Linked DNA regions of Mus musculus: region 2 is linked to region 1. Evidence: chromatin contacts called from public HiChIP or PLAC-seq data. All regions are on one chromosome and are shown on one strand. Each heading gives the region's core, a stretch centred on a gene start, on an enhancer-like site or on the middle of the called end of the contact. The rest is flanking DNA. Distances are from core to core; before and after follow the strand shown. Region 1 overlaps Snx29 (sorting nexin 29). Region 2 overlaps Snx29 (sorting nexin 29).

What was found. HiChIP or PLAC-seq counts read pairs in DNA pulled down with a chosen protein or histone mark.
Region 2: an H3K27ac HiChIP or PLAC-seq map of microglia shows a contact between it and region 1, with 2.5 times the contacts expected there. The contact joins two enhancer-like sites. A contact is called at or near these places in 1 of 15 datasets of contacts at CTCF or cohesin (the NIH/3T3 cell line), 4 of 484 Hi-C or Micro-C datasets (Th1 cells, cerebral cortex, forebrain and 1 more) and 3 of 115 datasets of contacts at active chromatin or transcription factors (CD8 T cells, microglia and stem cell-derived neural progenitor cells).

What each region holds. Positions count from the first base shown.
Region 1 is chr16:11,456,873-11,464,402 of GRCm38.p6, reverse strand. The region is part of intron 13 of Snx29 (sorting nexin 29); the gene reads right to left. Among named protein-coding and RNA genes, the nearest start is that of Gm32100, 120 kb to the left of the region's middle. Within about 2 kb of position 2,697, at least 193 of the 459 cell types and tissues checked have an H3K27ac peak or open chromatin away from gene starts, as enhancers often do. A contact at or near this core is called in cerebral cortex and microglia, where this site is marked.
Region 2 is chr16:11,546,277-11,553,806 of GRCm38.p6, reverse strand. The region is part of intron 14 of Snx29 (sorting nexin 29); the gene reads right to left. Among named protein-coding and RNA genes, the nearest start is that of Gm32100, 34 kb to the left of the region's middle. Within about 2 kb of position 3,211, at least 12 of the 459 cell types and tissues checked have an H3K27ac peak or open chromatin away from gene starts, as enhancers often do. A contact at or near this core is called in cerebral cortex and microglia, where this site is marked.

The sequences.
Region 1 (7,530 bases), core at 1,448-3,947:
CCAACTACACATTAAGCTCCAGCCTCCTGGCCTTTGGTGTCTCACCTCGCTTCCAACCAGGGGTGACACTCTTTCTAACTGCTGTACCTATTTTGTAAATGTAAAGCATCAAGGATGGGCATGGTACTACACACTTGTAATCTGAGCACTTGGGAGGCTGAAGCCACAAGATCACACATTTCCCTGGAGTATACAGCAAGACCCTGTTTTGGCACATAAATAAACTGAGGCAAGCTCACTTGTCCAAAGCCACTAAGTGAACGCAACGCTGACTGTGAAGCCCTGACAGCCATTGTGGTAACAATCTTCCACACAGAACAAACAAGCACCATTCCCAGCTCTACATCATAGCTAAAACCCTAATAAGTGAACTTTCACATGAGCGGTCACTATGTGCCTTGTAGAGGGTGCAGATCACTGTCCACCAAAATCCCCTTCTCATTTAGACTGACATTCTCTACTCATAAACCAGTAACCCCATCAGTCAGTCTCAGGACTCTAAGAAGGGAAGACCTGTATACAGAATTGCTACCTCCTCAAAAAAGACGACACAGGTCAATGAAATGGATCACCAGGCACATGCAACCATGACTGCTATCCAGGATCACATGGTTGATGGAAATAACTGACTCCAGGAAGATGGTCTCTGACCTCCACATGTGTTCTTACACACACACACACACACACACACACACACACACACACACGCACGCACATACATACATGTGCCTGTGTGCATACCCATACATGCATGCACATACACAAGTGTATACACACACCTGCATGCATACACAATACTTTTTAAATTTAACACAAAGAACTTGGTGCTAGAGAGATGGGTCAGTGGTTAAGACCATTGGCTGCACTGTAGGACTCAGGTTTGGTTCCCAACATCCACAGAGTGATTTCCAACTCTCTGTAGCTCCAGTTCCAGAGCATCTGATGCCCTCTTCTGCCTTACTGGGCACCAGGCACTCACATGGTGCACATATTTACTTTTATTTTCTGTATAATATTCAAGAAAATATACAAAAAATAAAAGTAAATATTTTTAAGAGGAAAAGGAGGTAGGAAGAGGAGAGAGAGGAGGGAGGAGGAAGGGGAGGAGGAAGAGGAAGAAGCACTTTTTTTGCTCTGTTGAGATTTGAACCCAGAGCCTCATTCACGTTCAGCACCTTTCACTGAGCTAAAATGCCAGCTCTGGGACACATTTCCCACCTCTGATTCTCTTCCTTTGGCCTGAAGACAGATACAGTATCAGGGAATTCAGCAGCTATCCTAGACCATGAACTGACCTGAAATGTAAGCCAGAAACAGTAGAACAACACACAAGGGACACATATTCAGATGTTAACTCATTCAACAAACTCCTCCTGCATCCCAATGCCTGAGACAAAGCCCCTGACCAGATTAGGGTGTGAACACAAAGGTAGAAACAGACAAGATGAAAAGTGCCACACAAAACAAAAAGAGCAGCATAAAAAATGAGGGGAGGAAGCACTGCTCTGTGGAGTCTGAAAGACAAAGAAACAATGAGGAAAACCATGGGTACAGCAGAGGCCCTTCCCAGACAACCTGGAAAAGAGAATTGCCTCATGAGAGTGTCCAAGTGCTCAGTGCATGTGGAAGAACTCCTTGTTCCCTCTCACTAGGAATCCAGGAGGCTGGGTTCCGAGGTAAAGTTTCTCTACACTGCAGACTACTGCCTCCCACAAGGAGCAAGCACTCTTCACGGTCCTTGGTTTTCTGAGACAGAGTCTCATCTATATAGCCCAGGCTGGCCTTGAAGTCAGAATTCTCCTACCTCAGTCTCCTAAGCGCTGGGATTACAGACATTCACCACATTCCCTGTGTGAGTTTCTTTTAAATTACACTGATTATTTTATATGTTGTATGTGCATGTGTGTGTGTGTGTGTGTGTGAGAGAGAGAGAGAGAGAGAGAGAGAGAGAGAGAGAGAGAGATACATGCCTGTGCCATAGAGCACATGGGGAGGGCTTTCAAGAACTAGATTGCTATGGTCCCTTTGCAGTATGAGGTGAACGTAAAGTTCATAAATTACAGACAGCAGCAAGTGCTAGACCCTCTCTCTCAGCTGATGCTGCCACAGATCTCTGGGAACTAGAAAGTTACAAAGCCCACAGGAGAAAAGAGGGCACCTCAAGCCCCAAGTTATTCCTTAGCATTTCCTCAACAGGTCATCAGGCTTAGCCATGAGCAAGTTTACCTGCTGAACCATCTAGATGCACACGCATACACACACACACACACACACACACACCCTGTCATTCCCAAGTAGCTCACTGGGACTTTTAAAGCCAGGCAGGCAGTTTTCTGGGCCCTCCAAGTTGATTTTGGCCTTGGAGCTGAGCATTCGGTGAGGTTAAGTTTGAATCTTGTAAAGAAAAAGCATCTGAAGAAACGTCCATCTGCGCCAAAGAAAGCAGGCCGCACCCTCTGAGGGCTGCTAGCGTAGAGCCAAGTCTAGTATGTCTGAGCCTCCGCTCCACTTCATGCAAACCTGTGAATACAAACTTAGCAGCACACAAAGTCTGCAAAATTCCCGAGCACTAGACCTGACAGTTGTCTCTCTTTAAACCACATGGCTGCTGTGGCCAAAAATATCTCCCCTCCGCCAAGCTTCCTGTTGCTCACTCTGGCTCCAAAATAACAAGAAGTGGCTTGGCAGTGATGTCATACTGCCACTGTCACTGCCTGCAGGGCACTCACATGCTGACTATATTTAAGACCCAGGCTTCATGTCAGTGACACAGAAATTACCACCTTGTGAGCCAAACTGTACTGGAAAGATTTGAAAAATTACTTTCTGTGAATAGGCAGGCTGCATATGTTGCCTTCTCTCTGGGCAGAGGCAGAGCCCAGTGGACAACAGCAAAAACCTCCAGCTCCTCGTTCTCACAGTTTCCGTAGCAGCAATATCTCTCCCAATGGGTCACCTTTTCAGGCTCTCTGTTATCCCTCCACACTGCTCTGTAAGTTTAATTCTACCCTCTAGATCTTCCCGACTTCCCATTAGGAAAGGCATCCCAATGAAACACTAATGAACAGTGACCAAGCTTCCCTCCCCCGTGCACAACAAGCATAACCTGTTAGTGAGGGCTGGCTCGTATCTCCTGGTTCCAGTGAGTTTATCTCTTCTTGCTTCCGCACTTTTGTGTGGGCAAAGAGACACTTCAGATCCAACTCTCCCACTCCTCCTGGAATTGCTGTAGGCTTCTCATATCTTGATGAACTGCCTAGACGGTGGTACAGCTTTTGTGGGGAACACCTACCTGCACTGGGTACTAAGGTCTGATGGTCACACACATAATGTAAGCACATGCTTCCAAAGGCAGACGCTCACACAGATACAACTTCCTGCTCACTCTCCAGAATTCCACTCCCTCAACAAAGCCTGAATCTAAGAGAACAGTTTAGAATCAGCAAACACCCCGTGGCTTTCTCTACTGCCTGAGGTTGCTTGGGCAATGCCTAAGGCGTTCCGCCCTCCTCCCGCCACGCTATGCTCCACGTTCCCCATGGAGACGTGCCTGGAAAGCCCACACTGACCCTCACCATTGAGCCTCACTGCCTCTTTTGTTTGAGAAGAAACTTGCACATTTTCAGATCTAGAGGCAATGTTCAAGTGTTTGGCCTCTCCACCTTCCTTTCTCAGAGGGAATCTCACCAAACTCCACCTTCTAAAACTCACGAGCAGGAGTGAAACAGAGGCGAAGCAGGCAGTACCAGCACAGGCCGGAGTATGTCCTACTTAGTGCGCTAAGAAAGGTATACAGCTTGTTCCACTACAACCATATGCCTTGACTATGGCATCCCACTCCTGAGATTACACACAGAAAAGACACAGAGGGACAGAGAACTGTGACACAAGGATCTTTGCTTCAGGAGTCACCTACTGTCTCATGGAAGTGGATGCAGACTCAGCATCACATGGCTGGAAACTACTGCAAACACTGTGACATGCCACACAGCTTTAGCAATCACAGTGAACTAGGCCCACTCACAGCCTGCTCTGTTCTCTACAGTAAGACTCTATTGCAAAGAGATTGTATTAATTTGCTTTGCACTGCTGCAACATAGTGCTGAGGTGACACAGCAAATGCTTTCAACCATTCAACTTGATTTTTGATTTTGTTGTTTTCAGAGGGGATCTTGCCACATAGCTCGGGTTTGATCAAACTTACTATATAGCCCAGGCTAGCCTAGAATTTAAAATCTTCCTGCCTGAGCCTCCTGGTGCTAGGATTACAGATGTGCATTGCCTGGTTAAGAAATCATATCTTAGGGGCTGGTGAGATGGCTTAGTGGGTAAGAGCACTGAGGTCCTGAGTTCAAATCCCAGCAACCACATGGTGGCTCACAACCACCAGTAATGAGATCTGATGCTCTCTTCTGGTGATCTGAAGACAGCTACAGTGTACTTATGTATAATAATAAATAAATCTTTGGGCGGGAGAGAGCAGGGTCTAAGGGAGCGGCCCAACAAGATCGAGCAAAGGTTCTAAAAAATTCAATTCCCGACAACCACTATACAGCTACAGTATACTCACATGCATAAAATAAATAAATCTAAAAATAAAAAAGGGGGGATCATATCTGAAAGCAAGTCAACAGTTCTGGGGTAGCTTCCTGCTACAAGTGTCAGGAGAGATGGAGCTGGAAGGGAGTCTCTCCAAAGCCCCCTTAACCTCTTCAGGGGCAGCTCTGTGAGGCAGGGACCTCCCAGCAGGCCCCGCTGAGGCTCCACATCCTCTCCCAACACCACCATACTGAGGATCCCAAATCCCCCTCCAGGGAAAACTCCATCCAAACTGTAGCACAAATCATGAGTCTTCAGAAATGCTCAGACCTTCTACCATGGCAGTTGTACTCTAGGAATCAAGCTGCAGTTAATAAAGGAGTGGCTTTAGAAAAGCCTGTATGCTTGTGATACACTGTAAGAACTCAGGAAGAAGGAAAGTGACATCGTGATAAATAAAGGTGTGTCCAGACATAGTACCCCCTGTGCACAGACTCAGAGAAACAAGGTTGACTTCCTTCAAAGCTGCTGTGCACTACTGGATCAGATTTTGTAAAGTGAGTTTGAACCTAAAGGCATAAATGCCTCATCAACAATAATCTGTGTGCATGTGTGTGAAGACTCGTGTGCCACAGTGCATGTGTAGAGGTCAGAGGACACCATGTGGGCGTTCACTCTCCCCCACCACATGAGATCCAGGGATTACACTCAGGTCTCCAGGCTCAACAAGGAGCTCCTTCACCTGAGCCATCTTGCCAGTCCCCTCCAAATAAAAACTAAAGCACTAGCAGAGACTGTACCCAAGTGGGTGTCTTTAGGAACTCTTCTGTCCTCACACGTAAAGACTATCAGTCACACTTGCCTTCATTTGCTGGGGCGAGGGCTACTTAAACATGATCTGAAATCTGCATAGAAACAGAAGAAAATATAAAACACATGACACATAACTTGCAACACACAACTAAAGGTGTAAAAACTAAGCTTAGAAAATGGACTTGATGGACTAACAATGAAGACAGTGATTGATTGCATTGGGCCATGGGATTTGGGCCTCCTCCCATTTGGGGTTGGTCCACAGCTTTTACAATTGCAGGGTAATGTTTGAAAACACAGAAATAAAAACTTCCTTAAGAAGTGTCAACTAGCCAGAGATGACAGAATTCTGCTCTAGCTGAGTCTGACAGCACACCCCTGCCATGCTAGCACTAGAGAAGCTAAGGCAGGGGGGTCCCAATCAAAGACCAGACTAGACCATATAGGAAGAAAGAACCTGCCTTAAAAAGAATTCCACCTCAGAAAACACATGTGCAGTTTTAACCTGTGAACACGCAATCCGTGTTGACGGGCAAAGCATGAGCAGGCCTAGGCTTAAGTTCACATACAGATCGGTAAACAAAGTCATCCCTTAAGTTGTTTACAGCTTACTTGAAAATAAACTCTTAAGCAAAAATGAAAAATGCCAACACTTCCAAAAGAAACTAACAGTAACAAATTGACTCTCCATTTGGTTCTGAAATAAAAATATCAAGCACCTTCACCTTCCTGGATGTCACCAGCAGCCTCTGCATCCCCTGCAGAACCTCAGAAGTGCCCACCATCAGCTCAGCCTGCTGCACTTCCATCACCCAATACCTGGCAGGACATTAACATCTGGGCACCAGACCTGTGCAGTCTGGGTCTCGCCTCTAGAAAGCCTAACTTAATTAGTCTGGAAGGTGGCCTGGGCCTAATAGTTCTGTAAGCTTCCCCTGGGGACTGAAATGTGCAGCCAGAGCTAAGCAGCATGGTTAGCACTTTAACCCAGAGAATTCTTTATTAGAACGTTAGTTATGTCTGAGCAACACCAAGCCAGATGAACTCCAAAAAGTGACTGTAGCCTTGAGGTGTAGGAATAAATTACTTCCATGGTCCCAGCTCTGGCTAAGGATACCTGCAGGGGCCTCTGGGTGGCACTTATCAGCATTAACTCTTGCAAAAAAATCTATAAGAGTAAGACTGTTTCACCCTGGCTTTCCAAAGGAGAAGCATTAGGCACTAAGTGGCCATCTGCCATCCCACATCCACTGGGAACAGAGGCTCCTATGTAAATAAGTATTTCCTTAAATGGTGCCTGAGGCACCTCCCTCTACCCCAGCCTCAGACAGAGCTGACAATGGTAGCACACTCTTGTAATCCTAATATTTTCAAGGCTGAGGCAATGGGACTCTGAGTTCAAGGCCAGCCTAGGTTATACACTAAGTTCAAGAACATCAAGAACAACCTGGGCTATCTACCAAGCTTCTGCCAAAACAAAAACAAAAACCAAACAAACCCAAAGACTAAAGTAAACTGACGCAAAACTAATCCCACCCCTGCCCCACATCATGCCACACTTACACCTGAGCATGGCTGGCGCACAGAATCACTCAGCCAAATGTTTAACATCTGTGTCTATACACCCCATCCCACCCCACCCACCCCTCTTCAATTTAAACACATAGGCTCACGCAGCCATGCTCTGTTCATTTCTAACTGATAAAGCTTACCACAAAACAGCTGCTCTTTGAAGAGTTAACAAATGAACAAGGTAAACTACAGAGCCTGGAAGAACTCCGGCAGCACCAGACTACAGGTGAGCAGTTTCCACTGAGACAGATCTTTGCCTATCCTGATGCTTGGGCCTAACACACAAGTCCCGACTTATACATGGATTCCCCTGCTCTCAGCTGCAAGTTAGGGACCTGGGGCTGCTGCTGAGCATGGAGCAAAGGTGGGACTCTCAGCTCATCACACCAGACAAGTGACTCGTCCAGTAGCCTGAATGAGGGAGGCAGAGGGAAGGGTGACTGGACACAGTAGGTGCTCAGAAGATCACGTGGGGAATCAGGTCAAGAGGATGACTAAACATACATTCTGCAGTGTTTCTGCCAATGGTCCTGAGAAAAAGGACAAGGGAAAAGGCTGAGGCAGGGATTCTCTTGGTGGCAATGCTGCCCCCTTCAGGTGTGGGAT
Region 2 (7,530 bases), core at 1,962-4,461, 89 kb before region 1:
CACCTGAGAACAGGGAACTTCAACTGAAGAAATGTAAGTAAGGATGGCCTAACAGAGGCCTGTGAGGCAGATGCTTGATTACTGACTGATGTGCAAGGGCCCAGCCCACTGTGGGTGGTTCTACCTCTCGGCAGGTGGTTCTGGAGGTTTAAGCAAGCAAGCAGCCATCAAGAGAAAGACAGTAAGCAGCATGGCTCCATGGCCACTGCTTCTATCCCTGCCTCTGGGTTCCTGCCTTCAATTTCTGCCCTGACTTCCCTCCATGGAGACCTGTAAAGTGTAAAATGAAATAAACCCTTTCCTCCTCAAATGCCTTTGCTCATGAGGTTTATTCTAAAGCAAGCACTATAATTAGAGCCACTAATAAACTACCACAACTCCGGAAGGGAAATGGTGCTGTTCTCTCTGACAACAGAAAACTCTATTCAAATTAAGTAACAGGAGCAACTGGTGAGAAAGGTGAGTGAGGTGGCAGAGTGTGCTCCATGGCTCAGGAGAGTCCTCCCTGCTAGCCCTCCTGCTGCAGTGGGGGAGAGTCCTCCCTGCTAGCCCTCCTGCTGCAGGGGGGGAGAGTCCTCCCTGCTAGCCCTCCTGCTGCAGTTTGGCTCAGAGACACTGCCTCCATTTAGATTATGCTGGGGCCCAAGTCTGGACTGAAAACCTCATCTTCCTTCCAAGAAACCCTGTATTCTATATATGTGGTTTATATATGATTATGTCAGCACCAGAGTTGATGAAGACTAGTGAGACAGCTCGCTGGGTAAGGGTGCTTGCTACGATGTCTGATGCCCTGAGTTCAGTTCCTGGGACCCACACAGTAGAGCAGAAAACCACATCCTGCAGAGTGTCCTCTGACCTCTACATCCATGATCTGACATCCCCTCACAAGAATGAATAAATATATGTGATTTAAAAAATTTTAAAGAACTCTAAACAAGCCCAAGAGTCAATGAAAACTGCCTTTACAAGAGGACAAGAGGGCTGGAGAGATGGCTCAGCAGTTAAGAGCACTGACTGCTCTTCCAGAGGTCTTGAGTTCAATTCCTAGCAACCGAATGGTGGCTCACAACTGTCTGTAATGGGATCCAATGCCCTCTTCTGGTGTGTCTGAAGACAGTGACAGTGTACTCACATACATAAAAAATAAATAAATTTTAAGAAAGACAGAAAGAAGTGCCCCAACAGCCTGAAGTGTGCTCTACTAGCGAAATCTTGCATGAAGTGAGTGACATGCCCAAGCATGAAAAGAGACTTTAGGTGTACAAGAGCAGACAGCAGGTATAGGGCAGCTGCAACAAGAGCTCAGAGGGGATCGAAGAAGACAACCAGTCCAGCAGACCACAAAAGCCCTGTGACAGCCCCACTCTAGGGGTCTGAGCTCAGGCACATGGGGGCATGAAGTTCAGAAGGAAAAACAGACATTTAACCTGTTTGCCTGCAACTACATTAGTAGACATGTGCATGCATAAAGGATTGATTATATCTGCACCAAAGGTACAGAAAAAAGAATGTCAAGAGTGTATTGCCATGTTCCATTCATAAAGCCTGTGCCCAGGACATATGAAAGGTGTTAGGGGACAGGGCTGGTACTCCCCTGGGGTCTCACAGACCCCTCCTCTTCCAAGAATGAGAGCCTACCCTACTGAGTAGACTACTCTAAGGTTAAGATAGCAGGAAAGGTAAGGGAAAGTGTGATGTGAGAGGGTGAGCCAAAGAGGTGTAGGTTTTAAAGAATCTTGTGTGTGTGTGCACATGTGTGTTTGGATGTCTGAGTGCCATGGCATATACATGTTTCACAGCATGAGTGTTGGTCCTTGGTTTCCACCTTTGAGATGGGATGTCTTTTTGCTTGCAAGTCTGGTAATTTGGGGGGATATCCTAGCTCCACCTCCCATCTCTCTGTAGCAATGCTGAATTATGGATACATGATACAGCACCTGGCTTTCCATGGGATCTGAGGATCTGAACTCAGGTCTTCATGCTTACGCAGAAAACATTTTACCCATTAAGCTGTCTCCTCAGCCCAACGTGTGGTTTTTAAAGAATATAGTTATTAAATACCCATTATCCACTTCACCTGAGGTTGACTTCAAAGCCAACTGTTCTGCTGGTGAGCAAACCAGCCCCTGCTAATTGGAATCTTCCAAAGGGGTTCCCCAGAATGTTCTATTAGTGATTTTCACCATTCATCCTATAGAGAACCCTACTAGAACAGTGGACTTGGAAACAGGCTTGCCCAGTGACAAAGTCTTAATAGTGTCCTACATAACCCACCTGACTCTTCAGCACACCTGGAAAGTGGTTCTCCTGTTTCACAGAGAAGCACCCTGCTGTGATGGATATCAAATAAACCCACTCAGGTTCTGGGAAAGCCAGAATCAGGCCTTAATCAAGTCTGTGGACTCTTCTAAAGAGATCGAGTATAACTAAACCCTATAGCTATCAATCTAGTCTAATGCCCTACATGTGTCTGGCCAAAGTAAAGGACTCAAGTAGGGCACTAGCATCCCTGAGCATATCAGAAGCATGTATATATTTTCTTTGTATAGGGGTGTCTGGGAGCTGTGTGCATATATGCACCTGCATATGAAGAACAACCTTAGCTATCATTTCTCAGGCATCTTAGCTGCTTTTTTTTTTTTTAAAGACAAGATTTTTCCAAACAGCTTACCAAGTATGCTAGGGTGGCTGGAGTGAGCTCCAAGGACTTGCCTGCCTGATTCTGCACTACTAGGACATACACATGCCAACTGGGTTTCCTATGGACCTCACAACAGCACGGAAAGATTTCCTTTGTAACTTAATGTCTGAGCTACCTCCCTAGCCCATGAACTTTCTCTTCAGCCCACTAAGCCCTAATCACATGGCCATTTACTCTAAGCTTGGCAAAGCCTTTCTCAGAAATATAGAGTACCACTCAAACTAGAAAACACCAACAAACAAGGAAATAAATATGGAGGTTAATATAACTATTTGATACACTCTTTTCATTAAATCTACCAGCCTTAGAAGACAAAGCTGTGGTAGGGGGTCCCCAGAGCAAGCTGGCTACTAAGACTAGACTATAAGCATTCAAATCAGACCCTGCCTCAGTGCCTGAGGTAGAAGAGCAATCAAAGATGGTTCCCACCATCCACCGTAGGCCTCTACATGCATATGCATCCATGTGTGCCTTGCTCAAGTCTGCTTCTCCTCTCTTGGTGCTTTTAGCTGACACCCACACAGTCACACTGACACACTAATGTCTGTCTGCTTCCTCCCTGAGTGAGAAGATCAGCTGGTGCAGAGGCGATCAAAAGGGAAGAATGCCCTCATTTTCTGCTGAGCCAGGTTTGGTTTGGACTCACTAGTAATAACAAAAGCCAGTAAAATCAGATATAACACAACTCCTGGAACCCATGCTCTCCCCTGAGGGGGTTAGTCGACTAACTCTCTGTAACCACTGAAGGCGAGAGGTCATTTCCAGGGTAAAAGTCAGGTACACACTACCAACACCAACACCGGCAATACCCGAGATCAGCAGTGATGGTGCTTCCAAAGCTCTGACAGCTTCCTCCACCTCCTCCACCACTCACAAGCCACTCTCCTGCTACAGAGCTTTTAGGAAACCATCTAACTGTTGTCCGGAACATTTGTCCCCAGTTTTGTCACATCACTGACTCTCCCACAACCAAGTGAGCCCAGCTCCAGGGAAGACATGTAATAAGGCCTGACAGATGAGGGCTAACAGGGCTACGGATTCCCAAGTGAGCTAGAGGTGGAGCCATCCTATAACTCATACACTTCAGGACTGACACTGGTTAGGAAGCCTCCCTCTTCCACCGTGGATTTGAATTAAGGAAGGGAAGCAGACTCATTAGTAACAGCCAACGTAGAAGGAGAGAGAAAGCCGGGCAGTGGTGGCGCACGCCTTTGATCCCCGCACTCGGGAGGCAGAGGCAGGCAAATTTTCTTTTGAGGCCAGCCTGGTCTACAGAGTGAGTTCCAGGACAGCAGGCAGCCAGGACTATACAGAGAAACCCTGTCTAGAAAAACCAAAAAAAAAAAAAAAAAAAAAAAAAAAAAGGAGAAAGAAATGAAGACAAACATGAAAAATTAAAACAGACAGACAGATCCAAAGACAGACAGGATCCTTGTAATACCAGCACCCTGGTCATCCACCTTGTGATCTGGATAAACATTTTATCAAATATTATATCATGAAATACTCCTTTCATATAAATTATATGAGCTGTTTGCAGGGCTTCTCTACTCCAGATTAAGCCAAGTGTCTTGTTTTGTTTATAATAATGAATTCTATAGATCAGACAGACAAGCACTTATGCTTAATAACTATCAAATTTCTCTTAAGGACTCAGGTAGTTTATAAAATTGCAATTAAATACTGATTAATCTTTCAAATCTGATCTAATTTTAAAAGTCATGTAGAAAATATGAAAATTTGACATTAAAAAAAGCAAGCAGGGACTCACAAATACTGAAAATGGAATAAATCACAAAAAAGTCAAGATTTGATTAGGCAAAGTAAAAAACTGATCTTAGTTTAAAAATTGCACAGAAAAATTAAGGATAAAGATATTTGCCACAAGAGAGGCACAGAAATGGTATCATAAATAAAAAGATATAAAAAATATAAAACATAAGTATCTAATTTTAAAGTAGCACATTTTTTAAATGTCCCAAGCACAATAGCATCCACCTGTAATCCCAACACTTAGTAGGACAAAGGAGAATGTTGAGTTCATGACTAGTCTATGCTACATAACAAGATATGTCATAAAATAAAACTAAATAAAAAACTAATTAATATTGGAATAACTGGGGTTGAATATTCAACTCTAAAACCCAAGAGAACAAGCAAAACAGTTGATATATTTAGAAAAAGAGGAATAAAAACAAATATACAGTTTAATTATTAAGAATTGAAGCTTCTGGTTTCTGTCTGTTCCTGGAGCAGGTCCTCTGCCACTGGGCTCCAGAACCAGGTGGCTCTGGAAGAGAGCTAGACTCCCAGGAGTGCAGACAAGCCTGTGAGAGCAGGTAGGACCATGACTGCTGCTCAGAGAAACCTGTCCAGAACTGTCAGGACACAAGAACTGAGGAACAGCCTGGGACAAGAGCCTTCCAGTTTCTGTCTGTGCCACAGAGCTACATACACAAATACCACCAGGAGACAACCCGTCTCCCAGGAGTGCAAACAAACCTGTATAAGTGGAGATAAGACTACCACATCTCTTCGAATTCATGGCCCAAGAAGGACCCTCCCAGAGCCATCAGGACACAGACACCAAGGATCAGCTGGATACAAGATCCTTCTGGTTTCTGTCTGCACCCCAGAGCTAACCCTATACCACAGTTTTCCATATATAAATTCCTCCCAGAGAGAAGTTTTTTCCCAGGACTACTGACACAGAGGCATGCAGGAGAGACAAGCCACAGTCAGAGACAGCAAGACCAGGTAACACCAGAGATAATGAGATTGTGAAAGGCAAGGGCAAAAACATAAGCAACAGAAACCAAGAACATTTGGCATCATCAGAAACCAGTTCTCCCACCACAGCGAGCCCTGGTTAAACCAACACACCAGAAAAGCAAGATTATGATTTAAAATCACATCTCATGACGATGATAGAGGACTTTAAAAAGGACTTAACTAACGCCCTTAAAGATACAAGAGAACACAGGTAAACAGCTATAAGACATTAAAGAGGAAACATAAAAGTCCCTTAAAGGATTAGAGGAAAACACAAACAAACAGGTGAAGGAACTGAACAAAACCATTCAGGATCTAAAAATGGAAATAGAAACATAAAAGAAATCACAAAGGGAGACAACCCTGGAGTTAGAAAACCTATGAAAGAGATCAAGAGTCATAGATGCAAGCATCACCAACAGAATACAGGAGATGGAAGAGAGAATCTCAGGTGCAGAAGATACCATAGAAAACATTGACACAACAAAGAAAATACAAGAAGCTCCTAACCCAAAACATCCATTAAATGCAGGACACAATGAGAAGACCAAACCTAAGGATAATAGGTATACAAGAGAGTAAGATTCTTAACTTAAAGGGCCCGTCAATATTTTCAACAAAATTATAAAAGAAAACTTCCCTAAAGAAAGAAATGCACATAAACATACAAGAAGTCTATAGATCTCCAAATAGACTGGACCAGAAAAGAAATCCCCCTGTCACATAATAATCAAAACACCCAATGTACTAAACAAAGAAAAAATATTAAAAGTAGTAAGGGAAAAAGGTCAAGTAACATGTAAAGGCAGACCTATCAGAATTACATAGACTTCTCACCAGAGACTATGAAAGCTAGAAAATCCTGGGCAGATCTCATACAGATCCTAAGAGAAAACAAATGCCAGTCCAGACTACTATACCCAGCAAAACTCTCAATTACCATAGATGGAGAAGCCAAGATATTCTATGAAAAAACAAAATTTACACAATATCTTTCCACAAATCCAGCCCTACAAAGGATAATAGATGAAAAACGCCAACACAAGAAGAAAAACTACACCCTAGAAAAAGCAAGAAAGTAATCTTCTTTCAATAAACCCAAAAGAAGAAAGCCAACCAACCAAACAAAAAAATAATATCAAAAATAACAGGAAGCAACAATCACTATTCTTAATATCTCTTAACATCAATGGACTCAATTCCCCAGTAAAAAGACATAGACTAACAGACTAGATACATAAACAGGACCCAACATTTTGCTGCATACAGAAAACCCACCTCAGGGACAAAGACAGACACTACCTCAGAATGAAAGGCTGGAAAACAATTTTCTAAGCAAATGGTCCCAAGAAACAAGCTGGAGTAGCCATTCGAATACTGGATAAAAATTTACTTTCAACCAAAACTCATCAAAAAAGATAAGGAAGAACACTTCACGCTCATAAATGGAAAAAAAAAAAATCTACAAAGGAGAACTCTCGCCGGGCAGTGGTGGCACATGCGTTTAATCCCAGCACTTGAGAGGCAGAGGCAGGCAGATTTCTGAGTTTAATGCCAGCCTGGTCTACAGAGTGAGTTCCAGGACAACCAGGGATACACAAAGAAACCCTGTCTCGAAAAAGGAAAAAAAAAAAAGTAGAAGAAGAACTCTCAATTCTGAACACCTATGATCCAACTACAAGGGTACCCACATTCATAAAAGAAACTTTACTAAAGCTAAAAGCACACCACGTTGCACCTCACACAATAATTGTGGGGGACTTCAACACTCCACTCTCATCAATGGGCAGATCAGGGAAACACACACTAAAGAGAAACACGGTGAAACTAACAAACGTTAGGGACCAAATGGATGACAAATATCTATAGAACATTTCATCTTAAATCAAAAGAATATACCTTCTTCTTAGGACCTCATGGTACTGTCTCCAAAATTGACCATATAATTGGTCACAAAACAGACCTCAACAGACATAATAAGATTGAAATAATTCCATGTCTCCTATCAGATCACTATAGATTAAGGCTTGTCTTCAATAGAAACAAAAACAACAGAA